2 separate regions of the Macaca mulatta genome follow, and region 1 is linked to region 2. Evidence: chromatin contacts called from public Hi-C data. All regions are on one chromosome and are shown on one strand. Each heading gives the region's core, a stretch centred on a gene start, on an enhancer-like site or on the middle of the called end of the contact. The rest is flanking DNA. Distances are from core to core; before and after follow the strand shown. Region 1 holds the start of DLX1 (distal-less homeobox 1). Region 2 holds the start of GAD1 (glutamate decarboxylase 1).

Region 1 (6,991 bases), core at 2,132-4,631, 1.2 Mb before region 2:
AAGTCCATTTCTCAATAAATAAAACCCCCTCCCTTCAATGCCCCCAGATTCCCACACCAGCTACACAGATGATCAGGCAGTGTCCCAGGATCCGGAGATGGTCAGCCGGGCAGGACCCGGGCCTCTCAGACCTGGTGGCTTTTTGCAGAGGCCGCAGAATGAGGACAGCGGACGGATGAGGACCTTGACTTTATCAGCGCACAGAGCAAAAGGAGACAGGAGACTGACAGGACAGAAAAGAGCTTTTGCTTTTTCTACATTTTGTTTTTGTTTTGTTTTTTTTTTTCCTGATAGTCCCACAAAGCTGAAGGTCGGTGGGTCGGGTGGAGCCGGGTTTATCTTGTTGCTTGGCCTGTCTCAGGTGGCAGTGCCTTCCCTCCGAGGCCACTCTCTGCTGCTACTGCTCGGCCCAGGCCAGGGTTCAGGCCAGAGCGCGGGCGCCGGGAAGTTGCTGGGCCGGACCTCGCGGGGCTCTGAGGAGATGGAGCTCGTCCTGCTTCCACTGTTCCTTCTTCTTCCCTCTGGGTCCTTCTTTTCCTGACGGGGTGGATGGACCTGGAGGCGGGAGGGACCTGGGCCGGGGAGACAAGGAGGAGGCGGGCGGGCAACCTCACATAAGTTGGGGTTGCTGCATAGCTTCTTGGTGCGCTGAAGGGTACCACGATGTGTAGCTGGGGATATAGGAGCCCGCGTTTCCGCCTGAGCCCTTCCCGGATGAAGAGTTAGGGTTCCAGCCGGGCGGCACTGGTGGGGAGCCAGCAGACAGGGCCCGGCCGTTGGCCAACGCGCTACCCTCTAGAGCCGCCCCACCCTGCTTCATCAGCTTCTTGAACTTGGATCGCTTGTTTTGGAACCAGATCTTGACCTGCAAGAGCGGACAACAACGTGACTCAGGCTGGGACCACTGAGCCTACCTAGGTCACAGGGAGGAAAAAAGGGACCGCAGAACAGCAGAGATAGGACCTCCCAACCCTGCGCCAGCTGGCAGCCCTCTGCCAGAGAAGCAGAGACATCCCTCCTTTCTCCCTTCCCCCATAAGAGCCAAAGCCTCGAAGGCCTAACCGCCCTCCGCCGTCAGCCCATGGGGGCAGCTCTCAGAGAGCCAGGGAGGAGTCGTGGTGAGGGGCGAACTGGGATCCAGGCCTTAGCCTGCCAGGGGCTCAGTCCGACCGTGGCTACCGCCTGCGGAAGATACAGCGCCTGCACAACACCGAGCCCGCAATTCCAATATCAACATCAATAAAAGAATCGAAAACCTAGGAAGGAGTGGAGGAAATTTATTTGCAATGCGACCCAACTTTTCTATGCGACATCCTTTCTGCCCTTGAGTTGGGACGGACTAAGGAGGCCTCAAGGTTTTGGGGAACTTTTCTTTGGATTCAAAACCTTCCTTGCCCTACGGTCTGTTTGCTTTCTCCAGCTCTGCTCCAAATCCCGGACCGGACGTTGGAAGCCCGCGCCCGCCGCCGTCAGAACGCTCACGGGCTCCCCGGAGTCTTAGAGAAAGCCGGGAAGGTCGGTCCCGTTTCTCCTCTAAGATCTGGGACTTGAGAGGTGAGAGGGCGGAGGAAAGGTTCTCCCCCCACCCCCAACCTGTGAGAAGGAGGAGGAGGAGGGAGGCCGAGGCGCAGACCCAGGCCCCGAGTGATTAGTCACACAATTTAAAGGCAAGGGAGGGATTAAGCCCCGAGTCTATTGTTCCAGTTGTTTAGGCACGTGTGACCTCAGAGTTCCCAAACAAAACGTCTAGGGAATTCCTTCCTGCGCCCTAATCAGATTGTCCGGGGACAGAGGGCCGGGCTGCGGGCAGCTCGGGATACCGAGAGCAGCGACAGAGCTAGGGCGGAGGATGAGGGAGGAAGGAGACACGCTGAGAGCCAGGGGTGAACACAAACACACACACACAGTGACACCCCGACCGTGAGGCACAGCGAGCAAGAAATGAAGACCCGGGCGCAGGCAGGCCGCGGAAAGCCTGCGTGGCGGAACGGAGCGGCAGCGGCGAGGTACCTGAGTCTGTGTGAGTCCCAAAGAGGCCGCGAGCTCCGCCCTCTCCGGCAGAGCTAGGTACTGAGTTTGCTGGAACCTCCGGTTCAAAGCCTGCAACTGCAAGCTGGAATAAATCGTCCTGGGTTTACGGATCTTTTTTCCCTTGCCATTGAAGCGCACTTCACCGCCTTCCACCACCGTGCTCTTCTCCGAGTCCGCCCCTGGAGGGACAGCAGAAGCAGGGCCCGTTGTTAATACGAGGGGCCGCCTTTAGTGCGAACAGCCGAGAGCGAGTGGCTACCGAAGGGTGGCGGAGGCAGGACCAGGGAGAGAACGTTCAAGAAACTCTGAAAGCCAGGGAAGGGTCCCCCAAAATCCGAGGGCCTGTCCCGGGCCACTGCAGGCGGGATAGAGCCGTTCCCAGAAGCGCAGCCCCTGCCTTTGCAGGGAAAGTTTGCTATTTTTGCAGGCGGTAGTTGAGGTTTAATTACCCTTAATTGCATACATTGTTTATAGCACTACGCAATAAATAATTACCGAGACTAATACGTGCACATGTGGGTTTCTGTTTTCCAGCGGGGCATTGTGTGCTCTGCACACCGAGCCGCCCAGAGGCCCAGCCAGTGCCAGGAGACGCTCTGGGATTTATCCTTTGCTGGATAGTTGCAAATTGAGTGAATTTTAAAAAAAATTTATTTGCTGTGACAAGGATCTATAGATTGATATTCGAAACCTCCACTGCTCCCGTGCCCTCCCCACCCCCACCCCACCTCGCTCTCCTCTCTTCTCTTTCTCTCTCCCTCTCCTCTTCTCCCCCGCTCCTTCTTTCCCTCTCTCCCTTGTACCTCCTCCTCTCCCTCTCCCTGGCAAGCGCACGTACCTGGGTCCTCCAGGCGGCTCTGGGCGAGGCTGGCGCTGCCCGGGTAGGACTGCACCGAACTGATGTAGGGGCTGGAAGCGTGGCTGCTGACCGAGTTGACGTAGGGGTAGCCCAGCGGTCGGGAGAAGGACGAGGCTGAGCTGTAGGCGCCGTCGGGCTGCGAATGGCCCGCCGAGTGTAAACAGTGCATGGAGTAGTGCCCGTGGGACATGGGAGAAGGAGACATTTGCTGGTTGGGCGGCCCAAACTCCATAAACACCGCCTTGCCCGACACGGGGCTGTTGAGACTTTCTGGCATGGTGGTCATGGTCATCTCTTCTCGCGGGGTCTGGGTGTGGGACTTTCTCTCCTCTGCTTCCCTTTTGGGGGTCTCTATGTTTCTCAGGACAGGAAGGAACCCAATTTAAGCGGAACAGGGGTTTTCACTTTCCATTCATAAGAAAATGGAGTTTGTCTCTTTGAAAAGTCTAAGCATGATGCTGCTGAGCTCCCCAAACTCGGTTCAAAGCTTTGACTCAGCCAAGGTCATAAATATTCATGAGCTGGCGGAGCTGATTGGTCCGCTGTCTTGCATAATCACTGGGGATTGGTCCGAGGCGCTCGGGCTCCGCTGGACTAGAGCGGGCGAGGCGGCCCGGCCTCGGGAGAGTCGCATCCACACTTCCCGGCCGGGGCTGCTCTGCAACAGAGCGCGCCGGGCAGGAAGCACAATGGGCTCCGGCGTCTGCGCCGGGACCGCTGCGACCCGCGGCTCATCGGCCTCCCGCCTCCCTCGCGTGCCTTCCTCCCCAGGAACCAACCAGCGGCTCGGCGCCGCCGCCCCCCTGCCACTGTCCCCACCCTTCAGCGGTCCCTAACGCCAGACACCCTGGACCGCTTCTCGTCGCTGCCACTCAGTCCGGCGCAGAGCTAGGGCTGCTGGGGAGGAGCCTGACCTCTGCCTCTCCAGCGCGGAGTCGCGCACTGGGGGGCGCCCGAGGCGGCCAACAGACAGAGGTCCTCCCAAGAGCCTTGTGCCTAGCGCGGCGCCCATTCGGCCGCGCCTCCCCGGCCCGGGTACGCTCTGCCACATCCCTGGAGTCGGGGCTTAGGGGCCCTCCCTGCGAACTCACTCGCTCGGCCGCTGCGCCGCCGCCGCCGTCGCTCCCTGGGGCCCGCTCGCATTGCTTCAGGCCCAGCTGGCCACTCCAGCTCGAGGCTGCACGGTCTGATTAAAGCAGTGCGCGTGGAGAGCCAGGAACCCGCGCTTCTCCTCCCAGGAAAGGCGACTGCGCCGCCCCCTCCCCCAACACACACATCCTCTTTCCCTCCCAGCCTTCCTCCTCCTCCCCCTCCCTTCTCCACTCCCTTGCGCGGAGAGCCCCGGGCTCACTCGCCCCGAGAGCGCGGCTCAGCGTGGAGCCCAGGGGGCCTAGGGGCTCAGATCTGCTGAAGCCGCGGACGCCAGGTGATCATTTTCCGGCCTCCTGAGGTCTAGCGAGACTTCCAGAGTTTAGGAGTCCCTGGGGGACACCGAAACCCGCAGCAAACCCAGCCTGTAGTAGGCTCCCCTATCTGTGTGTATACCTCTCGCGTTGCCACCCAGTATCTTTCTCCAGTGGCCAAAGCGCGCGCCACCGGGCCTAGGGGGCAGGGCTAGTGGAGGCAAGAGCTGCCGCTGCTCCCTCTGTCTTCTGAGGTGCTAGGTACGAAAAACTGCACAAAAGCCCCCAACCCATCGCCACTACTACCAATACAGCCACCCCCTCGCGGTGTGGCGCACACCACCCTGGCTGTAAGTGGATGTTGGTTCCCCAACCCGCCAGTCCCACGGTGAATCCCAAATTACTTTGTTAGGTAATTAGAAAGTGTTGATAATTATTTCTTTCATAATTTAGCGGTGTGACGGGAACGGGAAAATGATCTTGTGAAAGTTCACACGTGCAGATGTATTAGTTACTGATTCATTTGATTAAATGGTAGTCTCAAGTGCTCAGATCCGCAGCTGAAGGCGCTCCATTAGCATAACACTGATGTTTAATTTTCATACGCATAATTAGCCATATATTTAACACTAATAGCAACATGCAGCCTTTCAGCGTTAAACAGCTCGGGATTTGATCTGGCCTGAGCTGAACCTTCATCGCTGCACCTTCCCCTGTCTGGAGTGTGCAATGATCACAGGACAAACCTCTGTAATCAAGCGCATTTTGGCAGAGGGAACACCAATAAAAATGAACATTCAAAACAAATTACATCGGTGCTGTCGTTATAGATGTTAGTAGAGGGGGTTTCTCTTTTTTTTTTTAACTTCTGTACCAGCTGCTGCTGCCCGCAGAATTCCTCTCCTTTGGTTTAAGGGCACAGTGCTGGGGGCAGAAATATTTCAGGCAGCGTGGTTGGAGCAAAAAGAAAAACAAAAGAAAAAAAAAAAAAACCCAATAGGCCAAACCAATAACGGGTTTGCCAACGTTTAAAAGATTTTTTTTTTCTTAATCACCGAACCACACGGTGAGGCTTTGTAGCAACAGCCAGCTAATGATTCCGCCACCAGGCAACTCCTGGAGCCGCTCGGCTCGTCCTGATTTCTGTGTCGCACTTGTGCTTTTAATTGCTCCTTACTAGTGCCTGTTTTAGGGTGCGGAGTGCCATGCCGTGTGCCTAGCACAGTCGCTTGGATACTGCCCGGGCCCCGGGTCTCTTGCGCGTGCCCTGAGGGCCTTGCCCACGTAAGTGATCGCCGCGGCGGGCGCGGGGTCGGGGTTGGGACCGGGGAAAGTGGAATTGGTAATTCCGGGAGCTCAGGGCAAGGCGTGAGGAAACCCGACGGCCGGGCTGCCTAGGGACAGTGTATTCCAGAGACTTGCAAGGAGGGGGGAAGGGGAGAGACGGCCTCACTTCGCGACTGTCTCTTGGGTGCTCTGTGTCCACAGCTGGAGAGGGATCAAAGACTTTTGCAGCAGCACAGGGGACCTGGTTGCCTTCTTGGAACAAAAGTCCGGCATGCGCCCCTCGGGATACTGTTTCAGAGCCTTGTTTAATTTAGAAGCGGATTGTGTGTGAGCAAGAGATGGCTACACTCCGGAATTATTTCTTAGCCCAGAAAAGCAGGTTTAGGGAGGAGCACTGAGCAGGGGCCCTCTCATGCCGAGCCGCTGGCAGTAGCTGGTTTCTCAATGTGGGATCTTAGCCGCACTTTGTGAGCTTGGAGTGGATCCCTCCCACTCTCTACTGCTAAGGTGACACCTGTTCTGAATGCCGGTTTGCTTAAATTGTTGCCTGCCCTCACTCTGAGAGAAAACAAAACCCTCCCATTTGTTCTGAGGGTCCCGGATTCCTCATGGAACCTACTGGAGTCACCTCAGAACCAGGAGGTCCTGGTGGTGTTAGCCACAGCCACTCTTGGCTGGAATCCCAGTGGCTCTGGGTGAGGTTTTGGGCCAGTTCAGCTGGAAAAGGGACAAGAAGGCGTGGATGAGGTATTTTTAAATCTACTTCCTAATCTCAACTTCAAAGCATGTTAAAAGGGAGTTCTTTATGGAGCTGCTGAGTGTTGGTACACACATACACACACACATATATACACACACACATTAAAGGTTAGTCCCTTTAATAAATGGAATTATAAACTTGTCCCATAAATACCTCCACCTCAAAATAATTGCTGCACAAGCAGCGTGTTACCTCAGTGGTTGGTAAAGTCCTGTGGTCCTAATAAAAGTATCCTTGGGGAACCTCGGAGTAAACTGCTTTGCAGATAAGATACAATACTAATGGTTGCAATCTGATTGCCTTAGGAGAAAACTGAAGTCATTCTCCAGCAAACATCTCCCAAGGCCAGCTGAACCCGCTTGCACTTTAGGGAATTCAGATCTTTGGGGGGTGGGGGGTGGGCAGTAGCATCAGCCTGTGGGCCTCTGCTTGGCCAACTTCTGACCACATAAAAAGTTTTTCTATGGACCTTGTAAATCGTCAGCCACTCCCTGGTCTTTTCCAGTTCTCAGACTCACTAGAATCAGAAACACCTCTATCCAAAAATCTACAACCCTGGACACAAAGAAGCTGAGCTGGAGGGGTTGAGGGACGACGGGGAGAACCCTGTGTTAGGTAAAAGCTGGAACTCATCACTTTTCCGAGCCGGCT
Region 2 (6,215 bases), core at 833-3,332:
CACACAACAGAATAAAAACGACACTGGCTGCGCGCCCCTCCGCCGCCGCGAAGCCCTCAACGATCGCCGCCACTCGGACCTTGTGTGGTCCTCGCTCTCCGGTGCCCTGGGAGTCACCTAGCGTCCCTGACAGCCAAATGACCTCTGGCAGGGACCCGGTCAGAGCCCCATTTATTTCCCAGCCTCCATTATCTCCGCGCTCCCTCTTTCCTTTCCGCCAGCTCAGCCTCCCGACGTCCCAGCGCCCCCATCTTCCCCGCAGTTCATTTAACAGAAAATTGGGGCGGGACCTACTTGTGGGGCGCAGGTTAGTGGTATTGGGGTCCGCTCCCGCGTTCGAGGAGGTTGCAGACGAAGATGGGGTCGAAGACGCCATCAGCTCGGTCGTCCCGGGGCCTCTACTGTCCGGGGTCCTCGACTGGTCCGGCGCAGAAACAGGCTGCAAAGAGAAGCAAGAGCTGTGCGGGGAGGACTTCCGGGGTCCTGCACACCGGAGGGACTGAGCAGCCGGGGGCGCGGACGACTCCCCTTGAAGATCCGGCGCTGGAGAGACAAGAAGAAGGGAGGGCAGCGAGCCTGCCTGGTCGGGGTGCACGGGGGTGGGGGCAGCGGAGGAGACGTGCACGTTAGCTCCGGTACTGGGGCGCGGGCAGCGTAGCCCTGGGTCGGTCTCGAGTCTGGCGGTGCATTGGCGCGACCTGGAGTGAAGCGCCGACACGAGGCAGGGTCGAGGTGGGGGTCCAAGGCCAGTACAAGACGCGGGGGTGTGGGGGACTGGGCTAGGAGTACAGGGGAGCGCTCAGTGAGCGATTTTCCAGCCGAGCCGCTACAAGCCCCACTGGGCACTCAGCACCGGCGTGCGGGCCAGCGGGGGGAGGGCGCACGGGGCGGGCATGTCTGGTTCGGTGTCTGGTTCCCGTTGTTGTGTCTGGCTAATTCCCTGGAAAGAAAGACACTAACTGCTCCGGGGACCAGGGACTTTGGTGAGACAAGGTGAGAGGGGGAAAAAGGCCCATATTTTTATGTTCTCCCTCGGACTCGGCCAGAGAAGAACCACAGTCACCTTGCACTCCAGACAGCCAGAAAACAGCGAGTCGGAACCTTGCTTGTCTCCCTCTTATCCCTACCGGCTTTTAGCCATCGCTAAGCCTAGGGCGAGGTTTCGGTCCGGTTTCAGCGTTTCTCCTCTACCTAGCCCCTTGAGGACCCCAGAGACCTCGCGGTGCAGATCCAGAGAGGGTGGGGTAGGTAAGAATGGGGATCGTCACCGGGGAAACGAACTTGTGCGCAGCGCGCAGGAGGCGGGGGACAAAGATCTTGCGCGGCGCCCCTGCTCGACTCTCGGCGCTGGCGCGATGGCTCCCGAAGGCCCTGGGACAGAGAGTGCGGGAGAATCTGGGTAGATCGAGGACCCTGCAGAGAAGCACCCATCGGCTATCGCCTCCACACCCTCCCTCCGACCTCACACCTAGCCCCGCGCGAGCACTCGCACAGCAACACTGGCAGCGGGTCGACCACGGCCGCTGGGAAAGTAACAGGTTACCGCTCCTAGTAGCGCCTTTGGCTGCTGCTGGTCAGGCGCCCTTTGGATGGACAGGCGCTCGCAGCATGGAAGCTCAAGGGAAAATCGCTGTTGCCCCACTTCAAGTAGAGCCTCAGCCTCTGTGCGTCCCCGGGGCTTGAATCCGGCGGGCAGAGATAAGAAGAGTGACGAGGGCGGGGTGGAGGGTGGGGGTCCCTGCGCAGCGCACCCATGGAGAGCAGGGACTAGGGCGGGCAGGAAGCGCTCATTTCGGGAGGGTGGGTGGCCGGCGCCGGGGATGGGGTTGGTTGAGAAGCCGCGGGCGGAGAGGACCTGGCTGAACAGCCACGGATGGGCGCTGGGAAGTCCAGGTGGTCGCTCGCTTACCCACCTCGGCTCGGCCACAGCGAGCTGGGCACTCCCGCCTTTCCTCTGCACAGCGCCCAGCGATCCGCTCGGCTCGTCTCGGCACTGACAGGCGTAATCTGCCCGGCGTCACCTCCAGCTGCTTCCTCGTTCTCGCTAGTTCCGTCTCGCACGCGAGCGCCAGGAGAAGAGAGAGATTCGAAGAGGCGGCTGCACGGCTTCGGGGTAGGCGGGGGCAGAGTGGGGAGGCGGGGACCGGATCGGCGGGGAAATCACGAGGCCGTTGCTCGCGGGGGCAGCTCGTCGGTGGAGCGGCGGGGCTCCTCTGCAGGTGCCTGACCGCCTCTGGAGCTTTATAGGGCGATTATAAATCCAGCTCACGGTTTTGCGCCCGGAAGGAAAAAAAAGGTCTTATGAGTAATCCAGAACGTACTCAACACGCTTTTTTTTTTTCCTTTGGAAATAGTCAGGCTGTCGGGTGAGAGGAGGGAAAAGATAATTCCTACGAAGAATTCTGCCTTTCTGAGCGTTTCTTCTTCCCTCCCCTCCTTTCCCCTCTCCCATTTCCCCTCCCCCTCCCATATCTTGTCGGAGACCAGCAGCGGCTTTGCCTCAGTCCTTTTCCCCGGGGTTCCCCCAAATCTGTGACCCTGCGACGCTTCCTTGAGCGAAAGCGCGCTCTGGATCGTGTCCTCGTTGGCTCTCTACGGAGCCGGGATTGTTGTAACGGCAAAGGAGGCAGAAATGAGGGGAGATCTCTCAGACCACCGAGGAATTAGTTTCCTCATCCAGCCCTGGGCCTCATCAAAGTACCACACCTGGCCACAGCTACCCAGTGCCACCGGCAGAGAAAATGACCCCACGTCCCTTTAGCTATGCGCTCGCTCCTCGTTTTGGCCCCCTTGGTGATGGGAAAAGAAGGCCTCCTGATTAATCACGTCTGAAGGTTGATGACACGCACGAGCGCCGCTGCACGCGCATGGGGAACCCGTGCACAGAGGTGCCCCGGGAGGGGCGGACCAATGCCCCTTGCCCTGGCCCACTTCCCCTTCGATTTCACGCGCTTTAAGGATTCTCCCACTGCAATATTTAGGCACGGTTAAAAGAACCGCTGCGTTGGGAAAAGCCCCTCGCCTTAAAAATGCGTTGATGGAGAAATTCCCACCAGAGGGCGCCAAGAGCCCAGAGACCGACCGGCCCTGCGCTCCCGGGTCTCTCCTCCAGCGCCGGAGAGGAGCCCACACCTGGAGCTGCTGGCCAGGCGGTTACGCGCCGGCCTGCCTCTTCATGCCTTGCCTCACCGCCCTGTCACTAGTTTAAATTCTCCCCTTTCTTCTCCTCCCGTTTCTTTTTCTTTAGGGCAAAAAAGTTGATGTCTGTGCGTGTCTGGGTAACACTGTGTAGGCAGTGATTCCTCTACAGGTATTTACCGTGGTCCTCCCCCTCTCCCCCGGTGGTGCAGCACGCAGGGGTTATTTATGCGCACGTCTGGGGCCTCACTGGTTCAGCCGAGGCCCGTCCGTTTTCTTTGAATGCCTTATCACCTTTCACTACAACACAATGGAAACACAAAAAAATGTTATAAATCACAGAGAGTTCCATGAGGGAGATCGAAGGGTCCGCCCTGGGCAGATATGGCCTGATAAGCAAGAGGGATCTCGAAGGTCCGCCCTGGGCAGTTACGGTCTGATCAGCAAGAGGGATCTCGCTGTTGGGTTTGAAATAATCGCGTTGCCTTTGGTACTAAAGAAACTACTGTTTTGTCGCCTTGTCCTCTCCTGACAATAAAATCCTGGGCACTTTTTAAGGACACAAAAACATCCTAAACGGCGGGGCGCGCGGTGACTGCAGCACTGGGTACTGAGGCTTGGGCCTGGTCAGGCTGGGAGTGCCTGCTCCACGTAGGAAACGTCCCCCGGAAACCACTCAACCGGCGCAACCAGGTGAAGCTCGGAATTCCATCCACCGGCCCTCCTAGAGCCTTCCCTAAACGAGACGGTCGCACCAATCAGGGAGCCAGGTGCCAGTGCTAAATCATTCAAGAGCCACGGGGCAGGAGACAGGAGGGAGGAGGCAACACATCCCCGGCGCCCCTCGGTCTTCATTGTCCAGCAGAGACGCCCGCTCGCCCTGTCTCCTCAACCTTTTCCCAAAACCCGTGATTCCTTGGAAAGGAAGATTCGTTTATTTCACCTGTGGCACGAGATTGAGACATTTACAACCATTTCCTCCTTTGACCCCAGAGTTCAAAACACCCCTAACGTTTTAGCCAATAAAATAATCTCGTTGGAGAAGAAATCTCCTGCAAGGCTAGGTATCGCAAGCTGAAGCTGAGTCCGTCCAGCTTTGAGGACATCCCTCTCTTTCTCCTTTATGGTGAGTAGGGGAGGAAGGAAGCCTCTTGCCCGTCCTTGTTTAGAATGTTTAATTGAATATTAGCAATAACTGATTAAACGAGTATTAATCCCCTACTGTGTGCCAAGCACTTATTTTTTGGAGCTTGCATTGTCCCTGCGGTTTATATTATCCTGCACGCCAAGAGTGGACATTCCAGTGAGGCAGGGAGGGGAGCGGACTTATAGACTTCATGAATTTGATTTAATTTTCAATGATCTCCTCCAACTCGGACTTTTGGGCACAGCAGGAATGGTAAGGAATTGAAGGCCTGGAATTCCACCCCATCCAGATACTGAGTTTTGAGGTAGGGCATAGATCTTTCAGCACGAAGGACAGCGCCCGCCCTTCTGGTCCCCACGCCTCTGTTTCGTTCGCTTCCGCCAATAGCTCTGGGCCAACCCACCAGGCTTGCCCCAGCAGTCTTCACTCCTGGCAGTAACTGCAGTGTTTGTTTTGCCTAGTTGGGGCATGAGGTATTTCGCCCACTGCTCTTCTCTCGGGTAGGAATTTGAACTAAGAGTGGCCGTGGTTGTCATTCGGCTCTAAACAACATTTGAAACCTATATTTTTGTTTATGTCTTTCACTCTTCCTTTAATCTTTTATTACTCCTGGGGGAGGATTCTTGGGTTAATGAGGGTGGAAAAAAGATATCCTCTCCAGGGACTCGAACCGGTGATGAGGGGTGGCCCGGAAGGGAGTGGTATCCGCCCAGCTGTTTCGATTGTAGTTGAAGCGCTTTGAAGAAATGGGAACGCGGCGCTCAAAGGCAGAAGAAGGAGGGGGCGATGTGCGACCCCTCCAGTCTCTTTCGGGCGTTAGGGATTTGGGATCTTGCAGTCCCAGCTACTCTACCCTGTCTTGCCGAGGATAATCTTTCCTTATGTCAACCACGGCTGGGACTTGGGAACACGACCCTCCGCCCACAATGCCCTTTATTCCTTTCCCTGGCGTGGGTGGGTGGGGGATTGTTTAAAGATATTCCAACCGGATTTGGGGCCAAGCCTTTTCTGCAAAGGGAAAAGCGGGTGGGTGGGAGGAGCGTGAGGCGTTGAAGGAGCGCCCAAACGGGCTGCGGGGAGATCTTCATGCCTAAAACGTGGTCAGTCAAGGTGAGTAGACAGGACACGTCAAATTTTTTTTTGACGCACTTAGAATTTTTAGCCTCCAGGAAACGTAATTTAGGGCCACGGTATTGGTTTGTTTCAGCTGGCTCTTTAAAATCTATTTTAAGTGTCTAATTTATGACCAAAAAGAAAAAAACCGCAGTGTTCACCGTTTAAACGTCTGTCTCCCGAGACGAGAACTGGGGGAAGCGTTACTTAACCTTTCGTTCTGCTTAAGTTGGAGCTAAGGTCCATTTGCTGTTTTTGTACTTTAAAGATAGTTCCCTGAATTATTCTGGACTTTTTTGGAGGACCATGGCTAAATCCACACCCCCATCCCAACAGACCACACAACACTCACAGCTGGGAGGTAGGAAAGCGTTAAAAGAGTGCGAGAGGGTGGGGGGAGGGGGTAACAGCAGAATGCTGGAAGGCTGGAGAGGGAGGACTCTAGGAATTACAGTCACTTCTAAAGAAGAGAGCTGGATTATTCGGATAATTGGCAAATGGTCCTTCCCCCTTGATAGTCAGAAGATGAAAATATTCTAATACAAAGAAATGAATCAAGGAGGACAGGGTGACTTGTGTTTGGGCAAATCTCCTTGTGCAAATCTTAAAACGCCCACTTCTTGCTATTCTAAACACGAACACAGAACGACCACCAGGTGGCAATAGATTACAATTTCTGAGAAGAAACAACAGGCCTCCCAAGGGAACAGTTCTTCAAGGAAGAATGCAGGCTCATACTCATCCCTGCCGTATTTCGCAAAGCATGGCCTTTTCAAATGGTCAGAAGTGCTCCGGAAGTGACCTGAAACACCCAGGG

Evidence for each region. Hi-C and Micro-C count contacts between places; a contact is called where the count stands out from the background.
Region 1: a Hi-C map of fetal cortex germinal zone shows a contact between it and region 2, with 7 times the contacts expected there. The contact joins the promoter of DLX1 here to the promoter of GAD1 in region 2. A contact is called at or near these places in 2 of 14 Hi-C or Micro-C datasets (fetal cortex germinal zone and fetal cortical plate).

Annotation. Positions count from the first base shown.
Region 1 is chr12:77,016,146-77,023,136 of T2T-MMU8v2.0, reverse strand. DLX1 (distal-less homeobox 1) reads right to left here and starts at 3,381. Exons shown (of 3, transcript NM_001260619.1): 1 at 2,870-3,381; 2 at 2,011-2,210; 3 at 1-865. The coding sequence starts at 3,182. The coding sequence ends at 611. METAP1D (methionyl aminopeptidase type 1D, mitochondrial) reads right to left here. Exons shown (of 9, transcript XM_077957195.1): 9 at 6,442-6,991.
Region 2 is chr12:75,771,674-75,777,888 of T2T-MMU8v2.0, reverse strand. It overlaps GAD1 (glutamate decarboxylase 1), which reads right to left and starts at 2,082. Exons shown (of 16, transcript XM_077957184.1): 1 at 1,914-2,082; 2 at 295-439. The coding sequence starts at 376.